2 separate regions of the Danio rerio genome follow, and region 2 is linked to region 1. A link is a contact called in public Micro-C data. All regions are on one chromosome and are shown on one strand. The core of a region is the stretch at or near the end of the contact, and the rest is flanking DNA. Distances in the headings are between cores, read along the strand shown. Region 1 holds the start of mhc1laa (major histocompatibility complex class I LAA). Region 2 holds the start of rsph14 (radial spoke head 14 homolog).

Evidence for each region. A called contact is a pair of places that touch in the nucleus more often than the background predicts.
Region 2: a contact with region 1 is called in a Micro-C map of caudal fin, with 8 times the contacts expected there. The contact joins the promoter of rsph14 here to the promoter of mhc1laa in region 1. A contact is called at or near these places in 2 of 18 Hi-C or Micro-C datasets (caudal fin and an unstated tissue) and 1 of 4 datasets of contacts at active chromatin or transcription factors (caudal fin).

What each region holds. Positions count from the first base shown.
Region 1 is chr8:54,131,623-54,136,321 of GRCz12tu, forward strand. mhc1laa (major histocompatibility complex class I LAA) reads left to right here and starts at 3,116. Exons shown (of 7, transcript NM_001017904.2): 1 at 3,116-3,298.
Region 2 is chr8:54,274,994-54,279,688 of GRCz12tu, forward strand. It overlaps rsph14 (radial spoke head 14 homolog), which reads right to left and starts at 2,021. Exons shown (of 7, transcript NM_001327866.1): 1 at 1,971-2,021.

The DNA.
Region 1 (4,699 bases), core at 1,866-4,365:
ATATAAAAAAGCTGCTATTCCTTTTATATCACTGACATCTAGTGGAAGGAAATTAAACTTTCAGAAAGACCTTTAGAAATTTTTCAGGATTTACATTTCCGATCCTTGAAAGTAATGAGATTTATTCCCTTACCGTTAATTAATATGTTAAAAGAGATCCTAGTTCATTCCACTGCCACATCAAAAATGATGGATATTAAAGTAGGTGGGTTAAATTTTGTGGACAAGAAATGTACAAATACTTTTATTAGAAAGTGTCTTATACAGGAATGCTATCCTGGTAATATTAAAATAATTTATATCCAATTATATATAATCCAACCTTTTAATAAGAACTTAGTTTTAAAAATTAGAAGCAAATATTTGACATGTGCTCCTCCAAAATACAAAGAAATACATTGACAATTATGGATGATATTTACCCTGCAAAGGAGTTTCTGAGAAAAAGATTTGTGAATTGTAATGTTTGCCAATTCTGCAAAGATATTTAAACTGTTGAACATCTTTTTCTTCATTGTAATTTGGTTAATACTCTCTGGCCTGAGGTGTATAACTGGACAAAATCCTTCTATTTGTTGTGAAATTTGGAGTACATTTGGACAGCTAAGATGATGACTTAACTGTAACTTATTTAATAATTTTACTTCAATTCTTCATCCACAAATGCAAGATTTTGAAAACAGCTGCCCAATTGTGTTCAAATATCTTCTATGTAGAATCTTTAGAAATAATGAAAGGTGAGAAGGCTAAACAATTGTATGATTTGTTTCTAGAATATGGTTTTATTTAACCCTTACAGAGTTTCTGTTTGATTTCTGCACGGTATTTTGTTCTTTTTTTTTTTTTTTTGTTAAGTTATTTTGTAAATTTTTTTCTGTTGTTGTTTGTTTGTTTATTTGTATGTTTTTTGTTGTTGTTGTTGTTTTGTCTAATTTTATTGATTTGTATTTGATTCACTGTATATTTGACATGTCTCAGTCAGCTTGTGCAAGATTATATTTGGATTGAGTTTGGCCAAATTGTTGTTTTTAAAGGCAAAAAAAAAAAACATTTCAGATCCTAACTAACTCTCAAATAAAGAATCTGTGTGTTCATGTGTTTATGATACAATTATGAAAAGAAAACAATAAAAATATCAAATATTCCGCACGTAAAGAGTTTTCTGTAAAATAAGAAAACTTTTATTAATGTATTTGTGAGTGCATAACGTTTGTGAGCATGGCTGTCTTGAATTTAGATTCTTTAAAAAAATCTAAATATGTTGCAAAGCTTAAGGAGATAAAGCATTAAACTATTGCTTTTTACAAATAGTTTGTTATGTTGAATACAATGGTATGTCTCTTGTTCTTGCAGTGTCATTGGACAAACCTGGCAAACAGGACAACTAAAGGACATTTAGGTAACACTTTACAATAACACTATGGGCTAATAATGAGTTAATGCATGCTCTAATCATCAACTAACTTTAACTACAGCATGAGTCACACGAGTTCATGTGTGAATAACAGCTACCTTAATTACTTGTTAAAACATGTTTTTTGTTAATTAATGTTTTAATTACCTCATTAGTTTATGCTTAATTAAACCATCATGAACTCATAAAATGTTAATGTATAAGTATGTTGAGACTTTACTTGGAGGGGCACATCATCATTAACCCATTTTTAACTGCTCACGAACTTCTTGTATGGCCATAGTACAGAGGTGCCCAAACTTTTACGTATGAAGGGCCAAAAAACAAATATCGTTCATCTATTTATGTATAAATGTTTCCCAGTACTGGTTTGTAGTAAAACATCTGTTGCGTGAAACATGTGCTGGATAAGTTGGCAGTTTATTCCGCTGTGGCGACATCAAATTAATAATGGGACTTACCCGAAAAGAAAATTAATGAATGAATTAAACATAATACTAAAATAATAAAATACTTATAATAATAAAAACATTTCTTTAAATAGTATTAACTAATACAGTACAATTTATGAATTATACCTTATTACAATAAAAAACAAACAATTTACATAAACATAAACAACAGCAGAGTTCAATGCTGAGTTCACTGGTCAATCAGTATCTGCCTTTGCATATTTGGTCACTGATGTCTGTCAGGTGACATGTAAGTACATTTTAAAAATCTGATTTATTTACAACATTTAATCGAAATATTTATTTTCAGTTAGTATTTGTAGCTTAGCAATAAAAAAAACAACCAACCAACCAACCAAACAAACAAACAAAAAGGTTACATTACAGTATATTAGAAATTACAGTCCCTAAACCATCGTCAACCATTCTCCCTCTCTTCTCAGATGGGATGGTGTACCAAATAAAAGGTTATCATTGGCCAGCTTTGGCCCGCGGGCCCTAGTTTGGGCATCTCTGATGTAATGTGTTTAGCCTTTGCTGAATAACAATAGAAAAGTGTGCTATCAACATCAACAGTCTGAACAGGCATTCAGGAGTGGTTAGGATGAGTTAATGGCGATGTGCCCCTCCAAGTCAGATACATGAACAGCTCGTGAGTTCATGTTGGTTACATTTAGCTTAAACTTAAAGTTAATAATCACATTAATTGACAACTTGTACTAACAAGTAATTAAAGTAGCCATTATTCACACATGAAGTCATGTGACTCATGTTGTAATGTTAGCTGATTAGCACATTTTTAGCACATGCCCTAACTCTTCATTAGTACATAATAAATAATGTTTAGTTTACATATTAATACATCATTCATGTACTGTTATTGTAAAGAGTTGCTGACATTTCCTACATGATATTTTCTTCACCTGACACTGTTTATGAAATCTGACAAAAGTCTGTTCAGCTTTCCTTTTGAGACAAAGCACACTATGAAACATAATCCTTGAGACCAGTAAAGACCTTTGCCCATTGAAAGAAGAATGCATTGTGAGTTAACCCCACCAGTCTAATACCCACCAACTGTCATTAATGAAACTTGCAGGTCATATTTTGAGGCTGAATTTACTTCATTTGGATTTTTATAGTCCAAACAAGAAGGGGAAATTGACCTGTACTGCTTTTCTAAGCAGCAAATCACGACACACGCAGTAGGTGGCAGTACTGTATGCAACTCACCAGTGCAGTGTACAATACTAGAAACCAAGAAGAACAACAACATACAGCTGAGCAGACAACGAAGACAACTAAGTATAAGATGATGCTTTTGGAAACACACATGCGCCGTTTTACTATTTTTTAATCCACATGGATTGAATGTTTTTGAGAATGTTTTGTTTTGTTTGTTTGTTGCCATTTATTGGCGTCGTTAATGCCGGTAAGTTTACTAACTATCATCCATATGTTGTGCAGTGTGCACGGTGAAGTCTGTTATTTCATCACGCAATGCTATCTTATTTTGCGTTTGTTTTTGGTGAGTTTTTTTTAGTTATGTTGAATGCTTCACTTATAAATAATGGTTATAACCTATTGTGTTTAATAGTATTGATATAACTGAGGTAAAGCTGTTTATTTTCACATTCTGACTTTCTCCTTAATATCATTTCAGAAAAGCAGTCTTCAAAGTTTATAAATAGTCGACACAAAACATTATGGCAGCTAATGAATATAAAAGTTCAACATTGTTCACAGTCAAATAAATAGGGCTAATGTTGTTTTGAAGTCATACTTACATCTGGTTTCAGACTAAATATTCAAAGTATCATGGTAAACACTATAGGGAGCATGTCACAAGTTGTCATTGAACGAATGTGCGAATATAAAACCAACTTTACGTCAATTAATGTTTTGTCTATTTATAAATTGCAAAGATTGCGTTTCTGGCATTATATTATTAAATAGAAAGTATTAATGCGTGAATATAAAATCAACCTTACATCAATACAATATAGAGTATCCCACATCATATAAAGCTGTTTTTGTTGTTGTTTATGATTTTTTAACTGCTTATAATTTGTTTGACAGAACTTTCAAAAAAAAAAAAAACATTTTTGTTTCTCAAGAGTGTTTCCGAATTCATATTCATGAAGTAAAATGGGCCTTATTGTCAGTAGAAAACATAAAGTTGAGATTCTTCATGATCGTAAAATTATGACAGGTGTTGTGTGATTAGGCATGGGCTGGTATAAAATTCTCACAGTATCATAACCTTGGATAAAAAAATAAAAAATCATGGTTTCATGGTATTGTAATTACTGTTCTAAAATATATTCTTTTTAAATGTCTGGGTAAAAAACTAAAACTTTCCGCACTTTGAACACACAATATTTTAGTTTGAGAAGCATTTAAAATATATATTAAATGTAAACATCAGGCTAATTAATTCATATAAATCATTATCTTTTGCTGTTTTCATTAGTTTCAAAAACACAAATTTTCTTACAATTTAAAACGCCATCTTTAGATGTCATTTCTGCTAGAGTTACTGTTGTCCTAAAAAAATTTTTTTTTAAATCCTATATATACTGTAGAAACGATATAGCTGAAAAATTTGGCGGTTTTAAAACCTTCTCTTTTCCAAACCGCGGTATACCTTGAAAATAATTATCATCCTATGCATAGTGCCTATGCATGAAACTATGCTCTGGGTTCTAATGCTGTCACGCTGTCAGATTTTTGCAAAAATATTAAATCATACTATGTACAGTCATGCTTTTTTATAATTTTTTTTTTAAACCTTAGCTTATAAAGCATGCATTTGTGTTTTCACAGGCTTGTG
Region 2 (4,695 bases), core at 771-3,270, 140 kb after region 1:
TTTATTATTTGTTTTTACTAAAAAGTGCATTAAAGCTGAAATACTACCTGAAAGATGACAATACAACACTTACAATCACAAGTTTAATTTACAGACTTAATGTTCAATATTATTTTACAGATATTTTACATTTCCTAGAGATGGGTTGTGGCTGGAAGGGCATCAGCAGCGTAAAAACTTACTGGATAAGTTGGCGGTTCATTCCGCTGTGGCGACCCCGAATTAATAAAGGGACTAAGCCGACAAGAAAATGAATGAATGTATGAGATATTTTACAATCCTTGTTTTATTGAACTGTCACTTTAGGTGAAATTACTTTAAATTAATTTAATTTAATAGTTTACGCACTGGCATAATACAAATGAAGACTGACATGTTAAATTGAATTAACATAACTTTCAAAATGAGACACTGATAACAGACTGAACATGCACTTTTTGTTGTAGTATTAGCTAATAAGTTATAATAGTATATAGTATTTTTCCCCAGTGTTGTCTGTTTAAAAAGGACTTATAAAGGAATATGTTATGTAAAAAGCCACTTTCTCCGAAATTATTGAATTTTGACACATAAATTTATAATATAGGCTACCTCAAGTTGCACACATGCATGCATGTGTAGATATGCACACATATACATCACATATACCTATGTTAATATGTTATATTATTATAATATAGAAAATCTGAAATCTGATGACACATTAAGTTGAGCAACTCTAAAAGAGGGGTCATTTTTAAAAATTGGAAAAGATAGATGTTGTGAAATGTTTACAAAGAGTAATTCCATGCCTAGAAGTCTTGGTGCTATCATTAAAAATTATAGAGGCGACACGAACGACTAGATAAAGTAGTTTTGGTTGTGGGGTAGCTACACACATTTTTGCATCACCCTAATTTGAATAAAGCTAAAAAAAAAAAAGTAAAAAAAAAAAGTTATTTTTTGGTTATTTTGTTAACCTTACTTGCTATAAGTTCAACATGTGTTAGTTTATTCAACATTTTTAAAACTACTTTTGTTTACATTGAGATACTGTTAAAAATGTCACTAATTTATGCTGAGAGCACTGTAATATTTTAACCCATATGGCCGCCGCGTGACACTAGCGGCATCTGGTGGCTGTTTACCAAATAGCAACATATTGCCGCTTCTTGGTAATTCTCTGCTCTTTGCTTTCTTTTCAACTTTTTTTCCTACAATGGAAGTCAATGTGTCCCAGCAACCAGCACCCTTCAAAAATGTTTATTTTGTGTTCAACAGAAGAAACTCCTAAAGGTTTTTAACCACATGAGAAGAAAAAAGTATGAGGTCATTTTCATTTTTAACATTCAACCCTTTAACATTAATGTTTAGGCTACATTGTATGCACATGCTTTGCCAGATTATCAGCAGGTCCATTGCCAGGTGTTAACACTAATGCAGAACATAAAACAGCAAAAGATGAAATAAGGTTTACAACATAAACATCCTAGGGCCGATGAAATCTTTAACCACAATATCAATTTTCACGAAGTTGATAACCTTACATTTTAAGCTTAATGAATCAAAACATGTCTATGTCCTCTGGTAAAGATCCAAAACCAAAATGACGAGAAAAAACAACACTACGGTCACCTGTAACGTTAGATCCAATAAGATCTTAGTGAAAATAATTACGTTACACGTCTCAAAGAGGAGCCAGTCCATTTGATCGCAGGATTTTGGGAGGAAATGTCAAGTTCTCTAAAAAAATATTCTGTAAAACGCTACGGTGATGTGTTTCTCACTTCAACCCTGGTTTGATATTCTGCTTCATCCCAATATATCTGACATTAGGCTATTACGACAATTGAGAAAGAGCATGCATATAGCTAATTAATTATGTCTAATTTATAATCTACGTATTTCCTTACTATCATTGAATGTGTATAGTAAGTTACATATTTGCAGATCAATGAACTGTTCAAGACAACATTAAGTGGTTAGGTTACCTTTTAAACGTTCGCTGCTGTACCGTCCTCTTCCGTTTATAGTTAGGTTGCTGTGGTAACTACGGAATTACCCTAATTCACAGGGAGTAGCGTAAAGTTTTTATTAAGCCTATATAAAACGGGGTATTGAAAATAATGTTTAATTTAAAAAATAAATGAAAGCCGTCCATAATATTTTAAGCTTTAGCATAGCACCCTCCAATTCATTAAATAAATGACAAAAGTTTAAGCTTAAATTGCACAAAAAAATTTACATTTATGAATGCGATATTGCAAACACAATAAACAAAATAAGATAATTTTGTTTTTAAAAGGTTCATCATTTATTCATATATATATATATATATATATATATATATATATATATATATATATATATATATATATATATATATATATATATATATATATATATATATATATAAATTTAGTACATTTCAGGCAACAAAAGTATGACAATACTTAATCATATTTTACAAAACACACATTTCAAGTCAATGTCAATCTTAAATATTTTCATTATTTTATTTGCCCTGTTAAAAAAATCGTATTGCTATTATCCTTCACAATGGTGACACTCAAATGTTTTACAGTATTTTGCTGCTCTTTTTCTTGGTTTTACAGAAAAATACTGAGAGCTGTGGTTATTAGTAATCTTTTTAAAAGTTCATATTCGTAAATTAATTCGTAAAAAATACATTTCACATGGTGTAATATTCATTGAACATATTAAAGTGTAAGGGAAGGTCAACAGTCTGTGTAATTACAAATCTAATTACAGAAATTATTTACAGATGTAATTACATGCAGGTATTTAATATGTTATAAGTGCAATGTAAAAACATGTATTTAAACAATAAATTGTAACAAATTATTAATTAATTAATAACCTAATATAAAGCGTCTATATATAGCATCTAAGTGTGTATACGTGTGTGCTTAAACATGGACCACTTTGTTTATTCAGATGGCTATCGTCAAAAGTACTCTTTCAATTTTTTAAGACAATTGACAAGTCATAGTTATAAAGTAGTTTGCAATAATATAACTATAATATTGTGTGCAACAATATAACACAATACACATTTTATAAGTGCAATTTGACAGATGGTAATTACACAGTAATATATAATCACAATAATGAGAGTCAGGGGATTCTCTTGAGGGGCGAAAAAAGTAAATGCTGGTCCAGAATCACTCTCCATCTTCTTAGCATATGTTGATGTGCAAACTGTTTTTGTGCACGTTATGAAACTCCCTTTTTTATGCAAACCCTTCTCTCTTTACATGCATTTTTCGAATCAGAGGTGTGAAAATTCCCTTTTATGGGTATCATGACCCTTTAAAGCTCAGGCTGCAGAATGTAAGTTAAAATGAAAAAGAAAGGCAGAAGAACAGAGAAATCCTGTTTTGCTTAATGGACATCACATTATATTTGGCAAGACAAGGACTGGCATTTAGAAGACATTACAAAAAACATCACCAGTTCGAACGGAGGAAACTTGTGCATTGTTTACCAAAGTATGACTGAGTACTCAGATTGCATCTTGAGCGCATACAAAGTGCACACTCAGGGCACACTCACACTATGCTATCTGAACCGTGCCCAGGTGCGTTTCCCGATTCGTTTTAGAAGTGTGAGTGCTCTGAATTGGGCTCAGGCACAGTGCAGTTGGCCGGCCCTGGCCCGGTTGGAAGAGGTGTGTCAGAGCGCGGTTCACTTGAGCTTTGGCGTGATATGCTTATAGTGTGAGTGCAAAGCGCGCCTGAGCCCGAAACTGAAAATGTCATATGTTATGTTTCATATGGTTTTATTAATCATTCTTAATATTCAACGAACGCAAACTGTCATAGTTTATTAAAGATGCAAACCCCTTGCTGCACATCAGCTGCACTTTCAGGAAACCTCCTAATACCTGCAGCACGAGGACTTTTATGATAATTTATGAGCGTCAAAAGTAGGGTTGGGTACCTAAACTCGGTGCGGTACCTTTGGAACCGGTATGCACCGGATCAAATCAGCATATGAATTTCGGTGCCTAATTTCGGTTTCAAGAACGTAAAGCAAGTCGCGCACCGGAAGCGCCGCTCGGGGACGCGCAGCGCCATGCATTTAGAATTTCCAAGTCAGCGGCTGTCCGCGTAATCCAGCAGCTCAGATTGCACTTCACCAGGTCTGCATCCAGACCCCTCTCAGAAACTTTGGTACCCTATAATAGTTTGTCGTCATTTCTCAGTCTGAGTAATTGTAACAACCATAAAACAAAACATACATGTATCCTTGAAAAAACCATGCTTTCTAAAAATGGATTAGCTGACATCGTTAACAACACGCATCCTAAAATCTCTAAAAAAAAAGAGAGGGGAAAGATTATGACCGATAGCTCTTCAGAGATTCTCTCAGCTATTCACAAACTCTTTGTAAATTATGACAAAATGCTTAAAAAATGTATGCCATTGAATCAATTAGCAACAGCAAAACAAATTGAGACTTTAACAACCATGACAGCTTTGTAACGGAGGTAGCTGTGCACAAAGAATCTTTATCTGCTATAAATAATGAGATTTGGGCAATCAAAAAGACCACCAAATGCATGAAACTAGAACCCGGATAATGCAAGAGATACAGCTGAGAATGGACCCAAATTAACACCTACATGGTGTTGGGGAGAAAGATGGTGAGAACACTCGGAGGGTCGTGATCAATATCCTTAGCAATGTTGTT